Regions from separate parts of the Cricetulus griseus genome. Here region 2 is linked to region 1. A link is a contact called in public Micro-C data. All regions are on one chromosome and are shown on one strand. Each heading gives the region's core, a stretch centred on a gene start, on an enhancer-like site or on the middle of the called end of the contact. The rest is flanking DNA. Distances are from core to core; before and after follow the strand shown. Region 1 overlaps Stam (signal transducing adapter molecule 1). Region 2 holds the start of Hacd1 (very-long-chain (3R)-3-hydroxyacyl-CoA dehydratase 1).

Region 1 (4,381 bases), core at 1,063-3,562:
CTCTGGAATTCCCTAAGCTGCATGGAAATTTGCTATTTATACATATGAAGAAAATATTCATATTAGTTATGTTTTTATCTTGAACCATGTTTGCAGCTGTATTTTTTTATGTGTATGGATAGTTTTGCTTGTATGTAAATCTGAGTGCCATGTGCATATTTAGTGCCTATGAAAGCAAGAGGAGGGCTCCTGTCTCTGGAGTTACAGACAGTTGTCAGCTGCCATGTGGCTGCTGAGAATTGAACCCTAGTCTTCTGGAAAAGCAGCCATTCTCTGCTGCTGAACAATCTTTCTAGCCCCTGGGATTACATTTTTTATATTCAAATCTATTACTAGTATTGTTTTGAATAGTAATATCAATATTGTATTGAATTAACTTAGTAAGTTAACATTAAATGATGGAATTAGCAAGCCATATAGGATGTTATCCCCATTTGAAATATAACTACATTCTCTCAAGTTGTATTACATACATGCATACATATGTATGTATTTTCTGGCTGCCTTTGTGCAGAACTTACTAAAGAGATAGTGTGGTCCTCATGCTGACTATGTGGCCCCTGGTATAGATCAGTGTAGAACACTTTTCAGAACTTGGTTTTCTTGCATTTGTTTCTTGTATTAGAAGCTGATGTGTTTGAGACCACTTCCTGCCATGATTTTCCATTTTCTTTCTCTTCTTTTACATTTCTTTTTCCGCTGTACAGATAAAAGCCTCATCCTGTGCCCACAATGAACCTTACTGTGGTGCATTGATTTCTAGCAGCATTTCCATATATTGGCAGCACAGTCAAATGGTTTCATACATTTTTGCAACAATTAAAAAAAAAACCAGCTGGGGTGTTAACCGTGCACACCATTAATCCCAGCACTCAATTTTACTTCACATGTGTGGGCATTTTTGCCTGGATTTTTATGTCTGTGCACCATTTGTATTTCTGGTGCCCACAGCGGCCAGAAAGGAGGCATTGAGTTTCCCTGGAACTGGAATTCTGATGCTGTGGAGGTGCTGGGAATTGAATGTGGGTCCTCTGAAAGAGCTGCCAGGGTTCTCAATTGTTGAATCATCTCTTCAGTCCTTAAAAATAATTTTTAATGATAATCTACTGAAGATTCCTGTTGTGACACTGAGCAGCGATGGAAATATTCAGTGGCACTGCTCTAATAGCTTGAAATAAAAACAAGTTTTCTCATTAGTTTCACCTATAAGGACATAAAATATGAATATGAATGACCTTGAATCCTGGCTCATTTGATTCTGTTAAAACTTCGTTCCTTCATTATATTCTTCTATATAGAAATCATTAATGCATACAGATTTAAGTCTTGCCAATTTATATACATATTTTTGTTTTAAAGAAATTTGGCATAGTCTTCTAAAAGACTTTAAAGTGCATTTAGATAAAATTTTGTAGGAGATAATGAGCAGAAATATAATTAAGTTTAAGGAGGAAAATGATCAATTTGGAATTGCTTATTTAAAAACAGTTGTTGTTTTTGTGGTCCGGGGGATGGCACCTAGAGTCTTTTACATGCCAGGGAAGTGGTCTTGTAGTGAGCCACATATGCATCCTGGTCTAAATGATGGTGGTGCTCCTTTGACTTTGAGAGAAACAAGAATATGGATGAGTGCTACGTATTAAGGAGTCCAATTGGGTCAGAGAACGTTCTGCTTGGCCAGATTGCATTACAGAAGGAAATGTCTGAGTACTCAGTTGTGGCTCATATAGAAACCATGTTGCATTAACAGGAGATGAACGTTTGTTTCTGCTGCCTAAAATGTCTTAAAATGAACATGAATCTTTTACCTGAAGGAACATCCATTTTAAAGTACAGGAGCTTTCCTCTGCTTCCAGCCTAACAGTTAATTCATCTCTCAAACAGTCTGTGTTTGAAGTAATAGTTTTACTCAGAATCTGTAGTCCTTAAATTATTAGCTGTGTTTACCTCTGTGTAATAGCATCACTATATAGAAAATTTGAGTGAGAAAAATTTGTAATAATTTTCATAGAATTTGGTAAATGAAAAGACAGATCTTGTATAATGTATATTTATGCACCTGCCGTTTTATAGTTCCTTCAGTCGTAAGTATTAAGGGATTCTGAGATAGACCCAAGTAAGTGGTTTGAGATATTATCATCTGTCTTTCCCACAAAAAGAATAAACCACAAGCTGTTTTCTTCTTTTATGAATAACCGAAATGTTGATGGAAAGAGAACATATTAAATCCTTAGAGCTCCTCTTAGAAGAACAGCTGTGAAAAGCCTGAGCTCTGTCTGTGGAACAGCTGTCAAACTCACTGCCAGTGAGAAGTAATGACTGAGTTGTTAGTCATAGCAGGCTGTCTTGAGAGGGATGTTCCAACTGTTGTGTGGCTAAGCTACAGCTGCTCCACAACAGTGAAATTCTTGAACATGATATAAGAGATTGGGGAAATTATACCCTGTAAGTTTAAATGGATGTCCTGTTCTAATATGAACATTTTGAAAAATAACTACAAATAGCATGGAAAGGTCTGATTTTTGCATGGTGCTAAAACATATATGAGATGCTAAAAACATAAAAGAACATTAACCTAACTATGAACTATAAAAATCTTCAATCTAAAGCCAGGCGGAGGTAGTGTATGCCTTTAACTCAGGAGGCAGAGGAAGGTGGATTTCTGTGAGTTTGAGGCCAGCCTGGTTTACAAAGTGAGTTAGTTTCAAGGCAGCCAGAGTGGTTACACACACACAAAAAAAATAAAAAACCTGTCCTGGGGTTATGTGGGGGAATCTTAGTTGGTAATTGAGTTGTCAAAGTGAGAACATAACCCTTTGATAGAGATTGGTTGCTTTTGACAGTAGCTGTTTAATTTCTGTAGGATAAAATGGACCAGTTGTTACAGATGCTGCAAAGTACAGATCCCAGTGATAATCAGCCAGACTTACCAGAGCTACTTCATCTCGAAGGTAAACCTTTTTTTCTGTCCACCTTGGAAGCAAAGAATAGCCAGAGATCTTGCTGTACTGCTCAAGAATGGCTTTTGAGAGTGATCTTAGAAATGAACATTACACCTTCTTCCTGTGCCTGTATTACATTTCATGTGCTGTTTAAATCTTGAGTAGAGGTTGATATCACAAACCTTACTATACAAATTATTTTATTCAGCATCTTAAATTTCTTATAAAATGAAAAAAAATTGAAGTCAGTGAATTTTAGGTTCTGTTGACCAAGGATAATTAATATTTTTATTACTTCATATTAAACTTTTCATTTCTTTAATGAATATTTTTCAGAAGTTTACTTTCTTGTTTTTTATTCCTTAAAATTGTCATCTTAGCGATGTGTCACCAGATGGGACCTCTCATTGATGAGAAGCTGGAAGATATTGATAGGTAAAGAACTTGTATTGTGTCTGACTTGTATATCTTTCTCTGAAAGCATTTCAGTAAACTGCCATTTTAAAAAGGTACTCCGGCAGCCGGGCATTGGTGGCGTACGCCTTTAATCCCAGCACTCGGGAGGCAGAGGCAGGCGGATCTCTGTGAGTTTGAGGCCAGCCTGGTCTCCAGAGCGAGTGCCAGGATAGGCTCCAAAGCTACACAGAGAAACCCTGACTCGAAAAACCAAGGGGAAAAAAAAAAAAAGGTACTCCAGCCTGTAGAGATGGCTCAGATGGTAAAGTGCCTGCCACATAACTGCAAGGAACTGAGTTTGGATCCTCAACGCCCACACAAAAAGCTGAGCATGGTGGTGCATGCCTGTAAACCCTGCCAGGGCAGTGAGGGTGGGTAGAGGAAGGAAGACGTATGGTGCAGATGGGCAGATCTCTGCCCATCCAGCCTAGGTGCCTCTATTAGCTGCAGGTGCTGTAAGAGTTCCTGTCTCAAAACGAAAGGTAGAGAGCCATATAGAAACCACCAGTGTGTCTCATTCCTCTGTGTGTGCATACAGCTGCCACGTACACAACACACACAGATAGTACTTCAAAGAACCATTCTCTATTCACCATTCTCACCTTGATGTGAGGATTTGGACTCATTTGTCCTTTTTTGAAAAGCAAGGCTTCTGTGGACCTTCACTGTCTTCTTTTTTTATATAACTGTGCTTACTAAGGTGGCATTACCAGAGCCCACAGGCTGGCATCTGTTGACAAGTGAGCAGATCTAGACAGTTCCAGGTACAGTCAGGTACTCCAGCATGGGATCTAACCTGAAACCATTTTTCTGTTGTCTCAGAGCCAAGGGAGAAGGTCTTTTTGTCCTGTCTATTTGTATTTAGAATCACTATTTAGAACATTGTATCATTTAGCAATCAAATTATTGTGTAATGTTTCAGAAAGCATTCAGAACTCTCAGAACTAAATGTGAAGGTGATGGAAGCTCTTTCATTGTATACG
Region 2 (3,868 bases), core at 1,228-3,727, 63 kb before region 1:
TAAGAGTAAGGAAAAAATGAAATATTACAGGAGGCTTGTAGAATTACATAGATTATTCCATCCGGGCCCTCTTGCCTTGATGAAAATAACACTGGACCATCTCAGTACAAGCAGACAGACACATTAGGATAAGCACTGGCTTGCTGGATAGGGCAGAACAGGAGTGAGGCGTGAGCACGCAAAGCACAAGTCATTTTAGTTCGTTTCTGGTGAGACCAGGAGAACCTAGAGAAGTTCAAACAAGCTGACTCAGTCACCAGAACACGGATGGCATTATTAATCCTTGCAAGAGCAAACATCGTGTGCAAAGATGGAAAGTGCTGCAAAATGAACACTGAAAGGTAGCGACTTGGGGATTTCAAACGCAAGAAAACTGGAAAGATAAAGTATGTTGAAAATGGTCTTCGATGACGGTAGCCCTGAGGTCGTTAGGGCAAGCTAGGGTCACTGTGGCCATGTAAAACTTTTCATTAAGATTTTAAACTGGGATTGTGAGGTGAGTTTTCACGTTTGAAACAGTAACCCGGCCTTAAAAGTAGAGCGTGGACTGGACAGCAAAGGGACAGCCAACCAACTAAACGGGGTGGGTATTCCAAAAACCTTTGCTAACTGGATGAGACTATCTCGGAGGAGAAGCGAGTCTCTCAGCCCCGGCGCATTTTAAGGCAGAAAACACGGTGGACTCTGGACTGTCGCCAGTTGTTTTAAGCCTGTTAGTTTTCAGAACTTTCAAACGTGATGAGAACCAACACAGCAAAAAGATGAAGTCACACAGCTCTGTAGTCAGTCTCAGTGGAAATTCATGCTTGACACTTTCTGGTTGTGATCTCCTGACAGTGACTTAAGGCTTCTCCATGCCTCACTATAAAATATTGTTCTGTACCCCTCACGGGATTGCAGAAAACGAAAAATGAGATGATGTATTAAAAAAAAGAAAAGCACAGCCTCTGGCACACAGTAACCCAATAAATATATATTTATGAACTATGTTTGATGTTCGGCATCATAAATACATAAAATACATGATCAACAGGAACATTTGTTAAATAGAGCCACATTTTTTCTACACTTAGCCGAGAGGTCAATTCAATCACACTTTTTTCTATAAACCTCAGAGACAGTTTAAAATACTAAACGGTTCCTCACATTCACGTAAGTTAAAACTTCCGACGATATTGAGAAAGTAACTTTCTAAAGGCAAGATAGCTATGGGCATTTTCATAATGGTTGGAGTCGCCGTGGACACCTAAGTCATTTGACATCTCTCCGAAGACTGATCTTGTATAAACCCTAACTTCCAAGTCACACTAAGCCTGAAGTTTTTTTTTTTTTTAAAGTTCGGGAATCTGGAAAGGATAAAGCCATAACGATGCTGGACACCTGCCCTGACCCAATCAGGTTAGGTGTTCAAAGTCCCAAGTAAGCATTTCTAAGTGCCATGCTTAAAAAGAAACAGTAGGTGAAGATACTGCCCTGCGATTGCAGCACCAGGAACCACACGCCCGGGGTCCAGCGTGCACCGCCCGCGGACAGCTCCCGGCTTGGGTGAACAGACCCCACCGTTTCTACAACAGCAGCGGGAGGCGACAGGGGCGGCCGGGCCAAAGTCGCCTCCCCTTGGGTCGGCCCCGCATTCCTGCCCGGGTCTATACTTAACCTCCAGCCCGCGCCCCGTGCCACCGCGCCACGCCGTGTACCGTATTAGGCAATGCCCAGCGAGCGGCGGCAGGCGGCCCCGCCCCGCTCCATTCAACCCTGCTGCGCCCCTCCCCCACCGCTCCGCGCGCCCACGCCGCCCCGCGACCCCCAGGGGCCCAGCACGCGCGCTCTCGCTCTATGCGCCCCGGCCGCGCGCCCAGAGTGCTCCGACCGTCAGCGGCCGAGCGCCTGCGCTCCCTCTCCATGTGCGCCCGCCGCGCCGCGACCCCCGGCCGCCCAACACGCGCGCTCTCGCTCCAAAAGACCCCCCGCCGCGCGCCTCCGCCTCGACCCCTCAAGGCTTCTCAGCGCGCTCTCGTTCCACCCCATGCGCGCGCCCTCGCCGCGGTTCGACCCCCCAGCAGCCCCGCGAGAGAGCGAGCGAGAGAGCGAGCGAGCGCGCGCTCCCCGCGTCCCCGAGCCCGGAGAGATGGCTCAACTGCGCGCGGAGCGTGGAAGGACCGCCGCGCGCACGTACCCGGCGGTCATGGCGATGTTGTAGAAGGTGAGCCAGGCGGTGGCCAGGAAGCCTAGGCGTCTCCTCTTGCCGGTGGCTTCCTTCTCGTCGCTGGCCTCCGAGGCGCCGTTGGTGCCGTCCTCCTCACTGGACGCCATGGTGACCGCGCACGCTGGCCTGGAGGAGCAGCGCACAGGAGCGGGAGGGGCCGGCCGAACGAGCCACTGAAGCGCCGCTGCCCGCTGCCGCCGCCGCCCTCGGCCCAGCGCTCCATGTGCGACGCGCGGGGGGTCGGCGCCGCCAGCTCGGCTGCCCGCGAGGGGGAGGAGCGCGCCCCCGGCCGCGCGCCCCGCCCCGGCGCCGCCTCTCGGGAGCGCGCACTCGGGGCCCCGGCCCCGGCCCCGGGGTGAGCCAGCCGGGGTCACCGCTTCGAGGCGGTACTGCGCAGCGCGCTCCCGCCGAAGAGCTGTCCGCGCTGGCTGCGACCTCTTCCTAGAGAGACGCGGGCGACGCGCGTCCTGGCAGTGGGTGCCCGGCTGGTACTCCTTGTCCAGACGGAGTGAGCGCATATGGAGTGGCGAGGGTTCTGCCCCAGGAGCAGGATCGCCCCACCAAAGACTCGGTCTTCCGAGCTTCTGGATAAGCAGCGCCCGCCTAGCCTTGTCCCGTGTTATTATGGGCCAGATGGGTATGTGGGTTTTAGCGAGTCTTTTCTAAAATTGTAAAGGGAAGGTGAGGGAAAGGACGTGGCAAAACCCGGATAGGTGTTAGGGGTTCGTACAGGAACCCCAGACGCAGGTTAACAAGTTCCCTGTCCTGTTGGGAAGAAATACCGTCCCACCCACCCCACCCCCGCTTTCCACACATAATCTCTCATTTTTCTCTCTTCCTTTCAAGAACCATCCTTCCGATAGCCTCCATTCCCCTTATAGCTCGTGGATAAGAAAGAAGGCTCCCGAGTCAGCTTCCTGAAATTCAACCCCCAAATTCCTGACTCCACCTTTCTGTGACTTGGTAGTTTATGTATGCCTAAATTTCCTCAAATAAAAATAGAATAACGCACCTCATAGGGTTAAGTAAAATATCCATCAAAAAGCAGGTACTGACATGCTACAGTTTTTTACCTCAGATATGCGTGCTAATACTTTTTCTGGTGACCTTGCTTATAATCCAGGGAAAGAAATTTTGCAAAGGGCAACTGAAGGTGTTAGGTAGTTCCTAAACAGGAGTCTAGACACTGGCAGAGAGGACAAATGACTCTACAGGCCAGCCCATGAGCTACTCTCTCTCTGTGTACATCATATTGGGCAAAGACTAGGACCTGGAAGAGCTCATCATGGCCAGGAGCATTATTCCCCTAATTTGGGAAATGTAGGATAGAAAAAAAATAAGTAAAACCTTGCAACAAGAAAGTGTTATATGGATAAGTTTACTAAAGCGCGTGCTAGGCCTGTGCACTGAACACTAAATCACAGCTGCAAGCTAGGCCTCGGATTCTCAATGTGTTGGAATGTCAGTTCTCTCTGAATGCCAGTGGATTTTATTTGACAAGCTAAAATCTAAAAATCCATGAAAGTGTAAGAGCATGTACATAGCCTACTTTAAGCCTTACCCTAAAACTACAATCTTCAACATAGCATAGTAAGTAAAGGGAGGCATGGACCAGTGTTACTGCAGAGTCCAAATACACTAAAAGCTGAGCTAATTCAGTGT

Evidence for each region. Hi-C and Micro-C count contacts between places; a contact is called where the count stands out from the background.
Region 2: a contact with region 1 is called in a Micro-C map of the CHO-K1 cell line, with 3 times the contacts expected there. The contact joins the promoter of Hacd1 here to the enhancer-like site in region 1.

The regions. Positions count from the first base shown.
Region 1 is chr3:218,544,637-218,549,017 of CriGri-PICRH-1.0, reverse strand. It overlaps Stam (signal transducing adapter molecule 1), which reads left to right. Exons shown (of 14, transcript XM_027405250.2): 10 at 2,864-2,951; 11 at 3,323-3,377; 12 at 4,321-4,381. Among named protein-coding and RNA genes, the nearest start is that of Tmem236, 33 kb to the right of the region's middle. Within about 2 kb of position 2,312, at least 1 of the 6 cell types and tissues checked has open chromatin away from gene starts, as enhancers often do. A contact at or near this core is called in the CHO-K1 cell line, where this site is marked.
Region 2 is chr3:218,608,146-218,612,013 of CriGri-PICRH-1.0, reverse strand. Hacd1 (very-long-chain (3R)-3-hydroxyacyl-CoA dehydratase 1) reads right to left here and starts at 2,477. Exons shown (of 7, transcript XM_027405249.2): 1 at 2,177-2,477. The coding sequence starts at 2,313.